5 separate regions of the Sus scrofa genome follow, and regions 1, 2, 4 and 5 are each linked to region 3. Evidence: chromatin contacts called from public Hi-C and HiChIP or PLAC-seq data. All regions are on one chromosome and are shown on one strand. Each heading gives the region's core, a stretch centred on a gene start, on an enhancer-like site or on the middle of the called end of the contact. The rest is flanking DNA. Distances are from core to core; before and after follow the strand shown. Region 1 overlaps RASSF6 (ras association domain-containing protein 6). Region 2 has its middle 15 kb from the start of CXCL8. Region 3 holds the start of MTHFD2L (probable bifunctional methylenetetrahydrofolate dehydrogenase/cyclohydrolase 2). Region 4 has its middle 16 kb from the start of RASSF6. Region 5 overlaps LOC102166306 (alpha-fetoprotein-like).

Region 1 (2,700 bases), core at 62-2,561, 390 kb after region 3:
TCCTTATTTTGTGTTTTCCAAGGAATCTATGTGCCTTTTTTCATTATTTATCAGAACAATGCTGTGAATCAAACAGGAATTATCTTCTTTAGTTTAAAATTGAGAAAGACTATCCTAGAAAACTTGGCTTGCCCTTTGCCATTGTACTGAGACTTACTGGGAGAACATTTGAAGTTAAATGCACACTCGTATTGTATCAGATTTTTCTGGTGGGTAAGAATTATCAGAGAAAGGTCCCACTCTTCTTACACACATGATCAAGGTTAGATTCAGTTGTGATTAATTAGCAGATTTAATCTTCTAATTAATTAGCTAATGTGCTAATCTTTGTGGGAACCAACAGAATCCTCGGAAGGAAGGGGCAGCATAATTTGAAATGGCTCTTTCTCGGCTTCTGATTCCCGTGGGTGCCAAGCCACCTAAGGTGTGTCCTTTGTTTCAATCCAATCCTAGACACTCTCTCTCTGTTTGCCATCCTTAACATGGTATTTGTTTAAATTCTAAGCCTTAAAGGGAATTGTGTAGAGAAGGAGACTGCACACTCACTCTGTGACACTTCTTCTTGTTCCTTTTCCCACACGGGGTTTCTGGCTGCAGAACTTACACCTCTCCTCTCACAGGATCAGCGATTTAATATCTCTAGTAGGCAGTTGTGGAATAAAAGATATAAAAGTTGTACACTCAGCTGCAGAAGGGCTGCAATCTTTCCTTTCAACTCACCTTTGGAGGGGACTGTCTGTTTGTCAAGCTCATTTGTTCTAATTACCTCTAAAATGAGTCACATTGAATCAGTTTAATGGAAATGGCAAAAGTTGGAAAACAAATCAGTTTGAGCTGTGACCACTTGTGATCCTTTATGAAAAAAATTCTGTGGGCAGTACTTTAATCTTTTATATCTGGTCCACATCTTTTGTTCTGGATTTTTTTTTCCGTAAAAACAGCCTTATTGAAGGTTATGTTTGTTTGCACCAGTTTTCATTTCTGTCTTTGATGTCTTTCCAAAGTCAGTTTTGACATGCTTTGGACAAATCATGGCAGAATGGTAAAGAGCAGAAACTGGATAGGTGTACATTTGAATAACACCCATAGTGGGGTTTTTTCTTGCAAAGGGGATAGGGAAGTGACTGCTTTCATTCAAATATCTACTTCTATCTTTTTTTTTTTTTCTTAGTGCCATACCCGTGGCATATGGAAGTTCCCAGGCTAGGGGTCCAATTGGTGCTGCAGCTGCCAGCCTACACCACAGCCACAGCAATGCCAGATCCAAGCCACGTATGCAACCCACACCGCAGGGTGTGGCAACACCAGATACTTAAACTCACTGAAAGGGGCCAGGGATCAAACCCGCATCCTCATGGATACTAGTCAGGTTCTTTACTCCTGAGCCACAACAGGAATTCCTCTACTTCCTTTTTATTTTGCAGTTCATTATAAAACCTCCCCATTTCTTAAATTTGCTAATGGGGTACACGCTGAAGCTTGGTCTAAACATGGCCAACAGTCCTGTGCTTGGGCAAGTTCAACTCTTTGATATTACATCAAGTTCCAACCAGTTTTCTTTGGAAAACTCTGTGTAACTGCCCTTAAGCTTAGTCATGTGCATAGTTGTATGTGGCGACATTTCATGTTACACAATCCAGAGCTGAAAATTGGATGTTGGGTTGGGTTGTGAGTTTTTTTGTTTTTTTGTTTTTTTGTTTTTGGTGTGGGTGTATGTGTGTGTGTGCTCCCAAGATGGTAGGGAGGAAAAGGGTCCAAACACTGACTGTCTTAAGCCATGTTTATTCTTCGGAATTTATGTGACACCACTAAGGTGGAAGTAAGGACAGATGTCAAGTCTGCCAGGATTACCAAGAGTTTATGTTACGTCCCTGGCCTGGCGTGCATGGATTCTCTCTCTTCCCCCGTGTGAAATAGCACAGAGCTGCCTGGCCTTTTTAGCTTCTATGTTACATTGGTACTTTGTCTTTTCCATTGCTAGCACTCTATGATAATGGCATTTGCCTTTTTAAAATCAATCTTCTCCAAATTGGGGAAAATTTATCATGTTATCCATCATAAAAATAACTAGATTCTGAGTCAGGACCTAAATAGTTCTCCTTTGAGTTGAAAGTTATTGAGTTAAAGTTGCCTATAGTTCTTGGGCTTTTATGACATTTGCTTTGACTGGCTATATTCTGGATAGTACAGCCTAGTAGAAAATCAATGAATAAATAGATTACGGGTTTCTTATGTCCGTCATAAGGCTATTATTGTGAGGTTTAAGTAGTATAAAATTTGTAAAAAGACTTCCAAGGAATTCTAAGATCAAGGGAAAAAAAGATCATGTTTATTCATATTTTCCACCATTAATATGAATAAGCATTTTTTTGTTCTTGTGGTGGCCAGTGACATTTGGGTAGAATTAATGCCACAAATTCCCTAGAAGCAGATTTTTTTTTTTTTTTTTTTTTTTTTTTTTTGGTTTCGGAAAACAGACATGGAAGAGATTCTTGGTAGGACCAAGGCTGGTCCTAGATGTGATATATACTTTAACCTAGAGAGATTGGATACGATCTTGGATCACTAATGGCTCTTGATCCATCATGAAATGGATATAAATGATGGGGATTATGACGACAATGACAAGGAAGATGAGGATGATCATGATAGTTTTTAACACATATTGATTGCTTGCTATGTGTTAGTTTTCAAGGATTT
Region 2 (2,720 bases), core at 176-2,675, 260 kb after region 3:
AAAAGAAAAGAAAAAATGGGCAATAAAGAAAATATAAAGAAGACACTAAAAATTATCTGTCATCTCACCCCTGAGAGATAAAAATGTTGATACAAATGTTCCAATGATGTGCTTATTTTTATTAGCCTATATCTCAAAATTTGTATTGAACTGTACAGCCAACTGTCTGTTCTGTTTATTTCACCTTGTATTCTGCATTTTTTTTTTTTTTTATCTTTTTGCCTTTTCTAGGGCTGCTTCTCGCGCCATATGGAGGTTCCCAGGCTAGGGGTCCAATCAGAGCTGCAGCTGCTGGCCTACACCACAGCCACAGCAACACAGGATCCGAGCTGTGTCTGCAACCTACACCACAGCTCATGACAACACTGGATCCTTAACCCACTGAGCAAGGCCAGGGATCGAACCCACAACCTTGTGGTTCCTAGTCGGATTCGCCAACCACTGAGCCACAACGGGAACTCCTCTTGTCAGCATTTGCTGTCAGTACATACAATGTTGTGCTGATTTCTGCTGAACAGTGACCTAGTCACAAGTCACTTTTTTAAACATCTTTATTTGGGGCCCTTTCCCTTCTCCACCATACCAAGCTGGGCCCTCTTGCTCTGGTCTGGATCACCACAGAAATCAGCTCACTGGTCTAACCTCAAGCCTCATCCTTCCACCAGCCACTCATCTCACCAAGTGAACTTTTTTTTTTCTTTTTTGGCCACCCCACAGCATATGGAGTTCCCAGGCCAGGGACCAGATCCAAGCCACAATCACAACCTAAGCTGCATTTATGACAATACTGGATCCTTAACCCCCTGTGCGGGGCCGGGAATCAAACCCTTATCCCAGGGCTCCCAAGACACCACAGACCCCATTGCACCACGCAGGAGCTCCTGAACTTTCTAAAATGCAAATCTAACCATGTCTTTCTCTGGTTTTAATCTTCAGTGATCTTCAAGATAGAGCTGACAATCCTTGGCTTGAGAAAAATCCGTCTCCCCTGGGCACCTCTGGGGGTCTCCAGACTCTCTGGGTCTGTCTGTCTCTCCCTCCCTTGATGTCAGTCCTTCCAGTCTAAGCTCTTTGAGCCCAGAGCACACTCTGTCTGGGTCTGAACACCCTTCCTCCACCCACCCGACCCCACTCCATTTTTCACTCTGCAAACCCACTGGTCCTTTACAAAGTCTAGGCAACAGCATCGCCTCCAGCTCACCTTCAGACTGCCCCCTCTGGCTTCAGGTCTCCCAATCTGCTGCCCCCTCACTCTGTGAGCTACCTCCAGCCTCCCAGGCACAGCAGAATCACCTGGAAGCTTGCTGAAACACAAATCTTATAACTCTACTCCTAGAGTTTCTGTTTCACCTGGTAGGGGTGGGGGTTAGAGCGCACATTTCTACAAGGTCCGAGATGTTGCTATCCAGAGAACAAACTTTAAGCCCCACAACTCTAGCCTAATGTATTGTAGCCTAAGGGATTTCTGCTGTTTCTCTCTTCTGGTCGGTGATTTCTGTACAAGAGAGTCTGAAATGAATCCTAAGACCCTTGCATACGCTGAACACCTAAAATATCTCCTGAACAGAGGGCCCCTTCCAGGAGTCCTGACTCAGCAGCCTAGTGCTAACCATGACCAGCCACAGGCTGCTTCCTCTGCAGGCTCCTCAGTGAAGTATTCCCGCAGCATGACTCAGTAGAAATTCCTGTGCAGTGCCGTTTGCAGACACACTGCAGGAGTCATGAGTATGAGCCCCTTGACCACGTGGGGAATTTCCTGAGGATTTTGGAAATCTCCCTTTAAATCCCCTTTAAATCCTCAATGAATTTTCTCTCACAGATGCCTCTGAACTCAGAAATAATAAGGCATTGTTTTCCTAAGGCTAAAAGCATCTTTTGTACAAACGTCTCTGATTAACTTTGCTATTAATAGGCACAAAAAGATAGAGAGGAAATCGCATAATGTTTATCTTAAAAATATTGGTAAAAATTTCCCCCATGCAAATATCTGTATTTCTGGTACAAGGTAGGGAGCAAGAAAGGAAGAATCCTCTGTTTAGGAAAATATAATGTCATGGAAAGATAATCCCCTTTGGAAGTGACCTAATAAAACTCTCCTGGGACCAATTCTGTTCCATCTGTTTCCCCCCCAAACCGTACAGATGGCATATCCAATCTAAATCTAAATTTACCCAACTCAGGTTAAACAATTTTTCATTCAACTTTTCATAAACACATAAAGCCAGGAACCAAAGGGCTGCTTTCCCAAATTCTTCTGGTTTCATTTTTACATATTAAACTTGTTGGGATTAAGACAGTCTTTTAAAATGTGTTCATAATTTGTATGTTAGTAATTTCTCTGAAACAGTGCAAAAAAAATTTCTATTGTGATTAGCAGATAAAATGATTCATGGTGGAAGCATGCTTTCGACAACCCTCTGAAAAATTTCAATTTCCTTAGGCATGCTTGCATGAGACAGGCTTAGAAGTTAGCTTTTCTTCCCAATACCAAAAAGAGGAAGCAAGGCAATGTGAGGATCCAGCTTCCTCAGTGCCTATTTCCCCCTAATTTTTTTGCAGTTACTGTCCAGTATGTATGGAGTCCCCCAATTCTGTTTGTGTTCTTTCTTCATTAACTATACTCACCAGGGCACAAAATTTCTTAGTACATGAACACAGATAGGGAGCAGATTTAGAAAATGACAATTCAGTCATGTACCTCATGGATGATCAATAATTGA
Region 3 (2,700 bases), core at 54-2,553:
AGAACTCTGAGTCACTGTTATTTTCTCACATATCTTCGTGTAAGACAAACAGTAGTCACCAGAAACTATGTCCAAAGTAAACCCTGTAGGATTTTTTTTTTTTAATTGCAATCACTTAAGACTACGGTCCAAATATATAGAACGGGGAGTTCATCAACTTTGGTGAAATAAGCGGTACTTATGTTTCCACACTAGTGATCTTTACTTTCTCGCAGGTATGGTGCTGGGCATTGAGGATGCAAAAAGACAAGACAGTCTCTGGCATGGAAAACTGCAATGAAAGTACACTGGAAGCCCTGAAAGTCTGAAAACAGAATCTCTTCTGGCCTCACTGGCTCTGGGTCAAAGGAATTCCTTATTTTTGAGTTTGTAACTACAACTAGTAGATAACGGAAGGATGAAGAGTTCCTAGGAACACTTGTGCAAAGAGTTAAAGCCATACTCGCAATCTGCTGCCCAGCAACAAATTCCAAAGAGATGCAATGAACCTCAGCTTGACCACTTCAATACAGAAGACTGAGAAGTCGAGATTAATGTCTGATTTTGTGAAATCATTTAAGAATCTCAGAGCTGGAAAAGACCTCAGTATGCAACAAAGAAATTCAGAGACTCAAACACCACTAAACCATCGGGCCATCGCCCACTCCTTTGTTTACAAAACACAACAATAACAAAACAGAAACGATGTTTCAAACAAGTAGCCCACGTGTTTTTATGACCCCTTGCCTCAGGGCCTCAAAGGTCTCCCTCAGACACACAACTGCACCTGCTGTCAAGATGGAACGTTCCAGGGAGCGCAGAGCAAGCCCAAGTTGCTGGACTTGAGGCCGACGCTACCGGTCCGCCCGGCCCGCCCGGCCTGCAAGGCCAAGTTCGCAGCCAAAACAGGCCTCGCCCCTGGCCCCGCCGCGCGGCTGCCCGGGAGCCCCCGGCCTCCTGCGCGAGGGCCTCGCCTCACCGGCTGCCGGCGTCCCGCCGCCCCTCCCACAGCCCGCGGCTTCGCACCCGGGAGGGCCCAGACCCGAGGAGGTCGAGCGTCCGACAGCGCGCGTACCTCACGCCGCTGCCCCGAAAGCCGCGGATCGCGCGCCCGGCCGCTCCTGGCGCCTCCAGGGGCGACACCGCGCTCCTGCCCAGCGCCAGCATTCGGCCCAGGCAGCCGCGGAGCAGCCAGAAGCCGCGGGCCGACACCGTCATGGCCGCGAACCCCGGGCTCCAGGACCGAGGCGCCACCTCCCGCCGCCCGGGTCCTCGCAGCTGCAGGTCGGGTTCCGCCCCCACCCGGCCCGTGGGGGACAGTATCCCACAAGCCGCGGGTCCCAGGAGGGCACCGTACAGGGGCGGGGCCAGGGGCGGAGCTCAGGGCGGGGGCGGGGCGAAGGAATCCCTGGACTGTCAGGTGGCGAGGCTGGACCCAAACTCCAAGTTGGGAAGAGCAGAGGCAGGTGCTCCCAGACGCTGGTGGCCTGCAGTGTGGACCGGCGGCGATCGGGCTTCTCACCTGATGCTCCCATAGCGAGGACACCAAGAAAAAGGGTAAACGAATCAGTTGCAGCAGCACACCCCTTTTCTCCCAAGCTAAAGCTCTGTCCAACAGCTTCCAAGTCTGTCTGGAATTTGATTTAAAGCTGGAAGCGTGTTTCCCATCCCCCTGGTGAGACAGATACCTTGAGAGCTGAGAAAAGAAACAAAACTGTGAGTGTGTGGAGCAAGGAAGGGGACCTGGCTGAACAAGCCCTGGACCTAAGAATTTCTATAGTTCTACCTTATGATCTCCACTTTGGGAAAGAAAAATTGGCCAATGTCTACCATTTTCTGGAGTCTGTGATTAACACACTCTAGGAACCTGCATCATGTAGTGAACTTGTAGTGAAAAAACAAAACATCCAGCTCCCTTTGAAAAAGTAAAAATGAGACCCACTATTCATTATGCTGGGATATGTTAAAAAGACAAGTGAGGTACATTTAAAAATTTTAAGAGTTCGAGCAAAAATCGGTTTGAATTGGGCCGCATCCAATCTAGTACATAGAAAAGAGCTCCAAGGAGCATGACTTTGAAAAAATGAAAGACTTGCAAGCAGAAGGGAACAGGACAAGGAAGTTATGCTAGACAAGTGGTTTAGTTATTTCAAGTTTACTTTCCTTATGGCAGGGGTCTATCAGGCATATTACCTAACTGGTGACAATATGAAGAAAGAAACAGTCTCTTCATGCCCTTGAATTAAGTATTATTTTGGTGGGGTTTTTTTTTTTTTGTATTTTTCTTGTAGTCCAGCCTAAAGGAATAATGCAAAAGGTAGAAAAAGTGTGCAGAAAATGAAAAATATATAATTAAAAAAATTAAAAATAACTTCCATCTTTAAAATACAGGATTATTTATGTGAATTAGGTTACATTCATTAAAAATAAAAAGTAAGGCATTCCTGTTATGGTGCAGCGGAAACAAATCCGACTAGGAACCATGAGGTTGTGGGTTTGATCCCTGCCCTTGCTCAGTGGGTTATGGATCCGGCATTGCCTTGAGCTGTGGTATAGGTTGAAGATGAAGCTTGGATCCTGCATTGCTGTGGTACTGTAGCATAGTCCGACAGCTACAGTTCTGATTCGACCCCTCGCCTGGGAACCTCCATATGCCATGGGTGTGGCCCTAAAAAAAAGCAAAAATAAATAAATAAATAAAAGTACTATGCATCAACATGA
Region 4 (2,700 bases), core at 199-2,698, 330 kb after region 3:
AATAAATCTGTGTCTAAGTCTTCTGGATTGTCTACTACCCACAGCATAACTTAAAAGAGCATTACTGGGGCTACAATGGCCCATCAGAGTTGTTCAGTGGGTCTTTATACCTGCACCTTATTGGTCATTGGATGTGGACAGAGCTCAGAAGGGGAAGACCTTGGGCGAGGTTAGCTCACCTGGGCAGGTGCCCTCAGCTGCTGAGGCAGAGGCTGAAGGGTCTGAGCTGAAAGCCACCAGTAGCTGAGGCAGTGAAGGAGAAGTTAGGGCACAGCTCATGGCCCCAGCCGTCCACCCCTAGCACTGCCAGGATCCACGTCCCCAAAGACATACAGGGAGCATCCCTTCCAGAGTTCTCAGGATCTCCCTTCCTATGGGAAACCTGGCCGAGGAAACCAAGTGGAAAGAACTATGGTCCCCATTCCCACAACTGTTGGGTCTCCATCCTCCATGACCCATTGTAGGTTTCCTTTCTCATTAGCTGACAACTCTGCATATCTTGGAGACTCCCTGGTGACGTGATTTGGAAATTTCTCTTCAAAGAGACTAAAGCCCTGATCATCATGATCTTCTCAAGGCAGGGTTACGTTACTTGCCTATTTCCCATCAACACTGGCCAAGAGAGTGCCAGACTTGACTTTGATCCACTGGTGTGGTAAGCTGCATAACACCACGTTCAGTGAGAGGACACACCTTTCACAAAGGAAACGAAGGTGTCAGCCCGCGACCGGGAGCTCCTTTGGAACTTAACACAGTGCTGGCACCAAGAAAGCTCCTGTCATCCTCAAATGTGTGAGGGAGGTGGGAAAGGAGTCTACTATGCAGATGAAATTCCTTAGAGGTGTGTGGGGGTGTGCATGGGTGTTGGGTGTGTGTATGTGTGTGTGTACGTGTTTCATTTGAGCCTGAAGCATAGTAGGTGCTCAGTAAATACAAATTGAATGAACTATAAATATACATGTACCCTTTGCCAAATAAATAATTTTTCATCTTTAACTTCCTCCTTGCTATCCCCAAACAGCTTAGGAGCAGCTGATCTCCAACCATGGAAGGAAGAGGACTCTCAATTAAAGGATACAGATTCTTCCATCTCTATTATGTTCTATCATATATTTTATTTCTATATCTCTGTTATTTTAATCCTTGATAGGGTTTCTAACTCTCCTGTATTTGCTGCTTCACTTTCCCATCTTCTGGCTGGAGAAAAAAGGCTGATCACTATTCTTCCTTTATGTGTCACCTATGAAAAGAATACAGTGAAAACAACAGTAGCAAGGACAGCACGATTACTTTATTACTAGCTTAGGTGAAAGCTCAGGTAAGTGACCTCTCGTTTACGAAAGCAGGCAGCTGGATCTCAGCTCTTCTCCATTCTTACAGATGACAGTTCTCATTCAATGGCAAGTGCATCTGTAGCCGCCACAAAAGCATCCCAGTTACTGCCACTAGAGGGCGGTACAGCCCAAGACTGAGGTTGCCGCTAAGGCTATTGCGCTGCAGCGGCAGAGATGCTGTATGGTATCACAATGCATTGTTTTATTTATTCATTTATTTTGGCTGTATTGTACTGTAATATATTGCAATGAATTGCATTAGATTAAGCTGTGCCGTATGATATGGATTTATGTGGTATTTAATGGAATTGCCTTAGAGAAAGGGGTCTCCATTTGCTATTACATTTTTATGTTGATGAAAATAATTCGTGCCCACAATTGTCATTTTCTTGAATAGCGGTAGCGAAAACAGCAAAGCATAATTCATCTCGAGAAATCGTCATCAGACTCATTTATAAAATAACAGCATGTTCCAGTTGAAAAGATGTGGGTGATTCAATTTATTTTGTGAACCATTGCCTCTTCAGAGCTTAGAACACTGTTTGCACACAATAGGCATTCAAGAGCATATTTCAATGAATTAGACGTGGTTCTATTCCACGTATGCTATTCCATGTATGAATGTGGGCAAATTATTTAGTCAAATATTTCTCAGAGTTGGTCTTCTGACTACCCATAGTTGAATCATCTGGGTGTTTATTTAAAACGCTATTTCTTAAACTACCTTAGACCTAATAGCACTCCTGTGGATTGGTGATGTTGGCAGTGGGGCAATCTGCATTTTTACTAAGCATGTGTAATTGAAGTTACAAAAACACTGGCTTAGTTTACCTCCGGTCTCAATTTTCTCTCTTTCTTCATCTGAGGAATTAATGAATGAACTAGGTCAATCCTTCAGTACAAGTGTCTCTGTGGAGTCATGACCACTCGCAAGGGATAGGAAATGTCAGCTGCCACAGCTGCAGAAGCAGAGCTCAGCCAAGAAAGAGTGGGACCTGGGCTTCCTCCCACCCCTCATTTCAGTCCATCCTCACTGGCTCGGCCACAAGCAGGGCCCTTAGATGTGAAGGGGAGGGAGCCTGAACCTGGGCGCTGGGTCTGGCAGCAGCATGGAGTTGGGGGGTCTGCACCCAGCCTCGGAAAAGTGAAGCAGCAAACATCGGTCAGTGCCCTGTTCCAAAGTCTGATCCCTGACCAGCAGCCGAGCATCACCCCAGAACTTGTTAAAATATGCAAGTTATTGGATATCACTAAGGACTGACTAAATCAGAAACTCTGGGACTGGGGCCCAGAAGCGTCTGTTCTAACAAGTCCTCGGGTGATGCTGATGCATGTTAACATTTGAGAACCAGTGTTCTGTCTGCAT
Region 5 (2,700 bases), core at 156-2,655, 420 kb after region 3:
ATATATGATATTGATTCTAAACAACTAACTTCCCAATGAATATTACGAGTGTAACACACCTGGAAGTTTGAGGACTTCTTAGATGTTATTAACAATAAAACCAATACTCTAATTTAGAACTTCAGTGGTTTGACAATCTTTTCAGATTTCCTTCACAGAATAAATTTCCCCCGCAACTATATATAGACATTGCTGTTTCAATCACTTTGAACATTCAAAATTATAGCCTGATGTTTATTACTCTATTAAACAAAATAATATTCCAGGAGGAGTTCCCATGGTGGCTTAGCAGAAATGAATGATTGGCATCTATGACGATGCAGATTCAATCCCTGGCTCGCTCAGTGGGTTAAGGATCCAGCATTGCCATGAGCTGTGGTGTAGTTTGCAGATGCGGCTCAGATCTGGTGTTGCTGTGGCTCTGGCATAGGCCAGCAGCTACAGCTCCGATTGGACCCCTAGCCTGGGAACCTCCATATGCCATGGATGCGGACCTAAAAAAACAAAAAGACAAAAAAAAAAAAAAAAAGAAAGGAAGAAAGAAAGAAAATTTGAACACCTACATCTCAAGGTTTTCGTAAGGACCAAAAACAATACTATATTAAAGGGCTGGGTATAGTAACTGGCACAATGAAGGCACTCAATGAACAGTGGCAAAGATAATCTGAATAATTTTATTAATTATTTCGTTATCTTATGGCAAAGATAATGAATAATTATAATAGCACAGCTTGCAACTCGCTTACATTTCAAATTATTGATGGCTTCCAACTATGATCTCCTTTCTCCCTGAGTCCCACATTGTCACAGCTTCTCTCCTATGTATTCATTTATTCGTTCAGCAAATAACTGATAAGCATGTTTATAATTTCCCTGAGGCTGAGAGCTGTAGAGTTAACAACGATAGAGAAACCTAACAGAGGAGGTAGAAAGCCTCCCTCATATAGACCCTTCTTCTCTTTCCTCACAAGCATTAGGATTCCAAGTGTTTTCAAGGCTTGGTCCCCTCCAACCCCTTTAGTCTCACCCCAGAACATTCCTCTCCGCTCTCCCACCTACGCCTCAGTCACTTGAGCTATTCTGCTCTCCTCGGCCTTGCTGGGTCCGCTGGTTTCTGGATGCACTTCCCATAAGCGACCAGTAGAGGGCAGACAATTATGACTGCTGAGTTTCCAGATCGGGCAGCAGCTGCTTATTTAACAAGGAAAAACACTCCCATCGTGATGGGATAAGTAATGGGGGTAGAGGGTCTCATTAGGCGAAGGCAGGTCTGGGAAAGAGATTTACAGCAGGGGTATCAGTATGTCAGGTTACCCCTCCGTGGCACTCCATATAGAAGCCGCCTCCTCTGCAACTGGGGACGCTAAGCCATTTGGAAGGAGACCTTCCTGCCACAGCAACAACCTGTCACATCCTCGTGATCTGCTGGCAGTGGTTTTGCCTCTCCTGTTCACTTCCTCCCACCCCACCCTGCTCTCTCTGCCTGCTATTTCAAAATATTTCCCCTAACTCTATTTATTCTTTTAGTTTTAAAATGTTTGATTTACCTTCTAAATAGATCCCATTTTTGATCCTAATGCCATCAAATTGTCCTCAGTGTTTCATTTCTGACATTAATCCTTTATTTTCATTACCTTTATTCACTATTTCATCATGTAAAGCACATTCTAGTCTGAATATACTATCTTCAATCTTAACTCAGCTTTTTTCTTCGATGGATGGTAAATTCTTTTTACTTTAAATTTCCATTTTCTTTTTATTTTCTCTATCTTATTCCCTGACTTCATTTCTGCCTTCTCTTTATATTCCTGCTGAATTTCGTCTTTCTCCGCCAGGAGCCCCTTCTCTTGTCTCTCTCTCTCTCTCTCTCTCTCTGTCTGTGTGTGTGTGTGTGTGTGTGTGTGTACTATGATGGTTAGCCAGAACTATATAGGGGTGAAAGCCATGGAGAGATCCCCTACCACTATCCCAGGAAGTTGGAGGGTTTTGTCTAGACTGACCTTTGACTTCCAATATGTATCCCCCAGAACATTCCAGAAGTTTCTACACTAGCTGTCTCTATGCTACTGCTTTCTTCACACAGAAAACACGGTGAATTCACCAGGACAGGGATGCTTCCTAATATTTCACACTTTTTATTATCTAGCCCTTATATGAAGAGTTTCATGTTTTAAAAATTATAACCAGCAATATTACCCCCTGTTTAGGGCACACTAACAGCTGCATGTTGATAGTTATGCATATGTACTTTGAGCCAGGTAACTTGGGTGCAAATTCCAGCTCAACAACTTGTTTACTTTTTGCAAGCTCTCTTACCAGTTTTCCTTGCCTGTTCAGCCTCAGTTTCCTCACAATTAAAATAGAGTAGTAATATTAGCTACCTCCTGAATCTGCAGTAAGGATTTGGTGAGATGACATGCATAAAGGGTGCCAGAGAATTTCCACCAGAGAAAGCAAAGCCTGAACTCCAGAAGTAAAGCAGACTTCTTCCTCGTGATATTCTCACACCAAGCCTCGGCTGAAGAAAGAATGGAGAACTGGGTGTTACAGTGGTCTTTGGATGCCCACTGGGATGTTGTGAGGTCTAGCTGGCGATCAGCTCACCTTGGGAGCTGAAGAAAGGACATCAGGGGTCAGCTGGCTTGTGAATTTTACTGCCATAAAACAGAACAAGTAACAACTTCATGCTTTCTGACCATG

Evidence for each region. Hi-C and Micro-C count contacts between places; a contact is called where the count stands out from the background. HiChIP or PLAC-seq counts read pairs in DNA pulled down with a chosen protein or histone mark.
Region 1: a contact with region 3 is called in an H3K27ac HiChIP or PLAC-seq map of alveolar macrophages. The contact joins the enhancer-like site here to the promoter of MTHFD2L in region 3. A contact is called at or near these places in 3 of 5 promoter capture datasets (fetal skeletal muscle and liver), 18 of 47 Hi-C or Micro-C datasets (alveolar macrophages, brain, embryonic fibroblasts and 11 more) and 2 of 2 datasets of contacts at active chromatin or transcription factors (alveolar macrophages and skeletal muscle).
Region 2: a contact with region 3 is called in a Hi-C map of subcutaneous adipose tissue, with 3 times the contacts expected there. The contact joins the enhancer-like site here to the promoter of MTHFD2L in region 3. A contact is called at or near these places in 4 of 5 promoter capture datasets (fetal skeletal muscle, liver and skeletal muscle), 18 of 47 Hi-C or Micro-C datasets (adipose tissue, alveolar macrophages, embryonic fibroblasts and 10 more) and 2 of 2 datasets of contacts at active chromatin or transcription factors (alveolar macrophages and skeletal muscle).
Region 4: an H3K27ac HiChIP or PLAC-seq map of alveolar macrophages shows a contact between it and region 3, with 6 times the contacts expected there. The contact joins the enhancer-like site here to the promoter of MTHFD2L in region 3. A contact is called at or near these places in 5 of 5 promoter capture datasets (fetal liver, fetal skeletal muscle, liver and 1 more), 14 of 47 Hi-C or Micro-C datasets (alveolar macrophages, blood, embryonic fibroblasts and 7 more) and 1 of 2 datasets of contacts at active chromatin or transcription factors (alveolar macrophages).
Region 5: a contact with region 3 is called in an H3K27ac HiChIP or PLAC-seq map of alveolar macrophages. The contact joins the enhancer-like site here to the promoter of MTHFD2L in region 3.

The regions. Positions count from the first base shown.
Region 1 is chr8:69,788,247-69,790,946 of Sscrofa11.1, reverse strand. All of the region lies in intron 4 of RASSF6 (ras association domain-containing protein 6), which reads left to right. Among named protein-coding and RNA genes, the nearest start is that of RASSF6, 43 kb to the left of the region's middle. Within about 2 kb of position 1,311, at least 2 of the 83 cell types and tissues checked have an H3K27ac peak or open chromatin away from gene starts, as enhancers often do. A contact at or near this core is called in alveolar macrophages, where this site is marked.
Region 2 is chr8:69,916,311-69,919,030 of Sscrofa11.1, reverse strand. No RefSeq gene overlaps it. Among named protein-coding and RNA genes, the nearest start is that of CXCL8, 15 kb to the left of the region's middle. Within about 2 kb of position 1,425, at least 16 of the 83 cell types and tissues checked have an H3K27ac peak or open chromatin away from gene starts, as enhancers often do. A contact at or near this core is called in adipose tissue, alveolar macrophages, embryonic fibroblasts and 2 more, where this site is marked.
Region 3 is chr8:70,178,304-70,181,003 of Sscrofa11.1, reverse strand. It overlaps MTHFD2L (probable bifunctional methylenetetrahydrofolate dehydrogenase/cyclohydrolase 2), which reads right to left and starts at 1,303. Exons shown (of 10, transcript XM_021101430.1): 1 at 1,055-1,303.
Region 4 is chr8:69,846,574-69,849,273 of Sscrofa11.1, reverse strand. No RefSeq gene overlaps it. Among named protein-coding and RNA genes, the nearest start is that of RASSF6, 16 kb to the right of the region's middle. Within about 2 kb of position 1,448, at least 3 of the 83 cell types and tissues checked have an H3K27ac peak or open chromatin away from gene starts, as enhancers often do. A contact at or near this core is called in alveolar macrophages, where this site is marked.
Region 5 is chr8:69,758,781-69,761,480 of Sscrofa11.1, reverse strand. All of the region lies in intron 12 of LOC102166306 (alpha-fetoprotein-like), which reads right to left. Among named protein-coding and RNA genes, the nearest start is that of AFM, 53 kb to the right of the region's middle. Within about 2 kb of position 1,405, at least 8 of the 83 cell types and tissues checked have an H3K27ac peak or open chromatin away from gene starts, as enhancers often do. A contact at or near this core is called in alveolar macrophages, where this site is marked.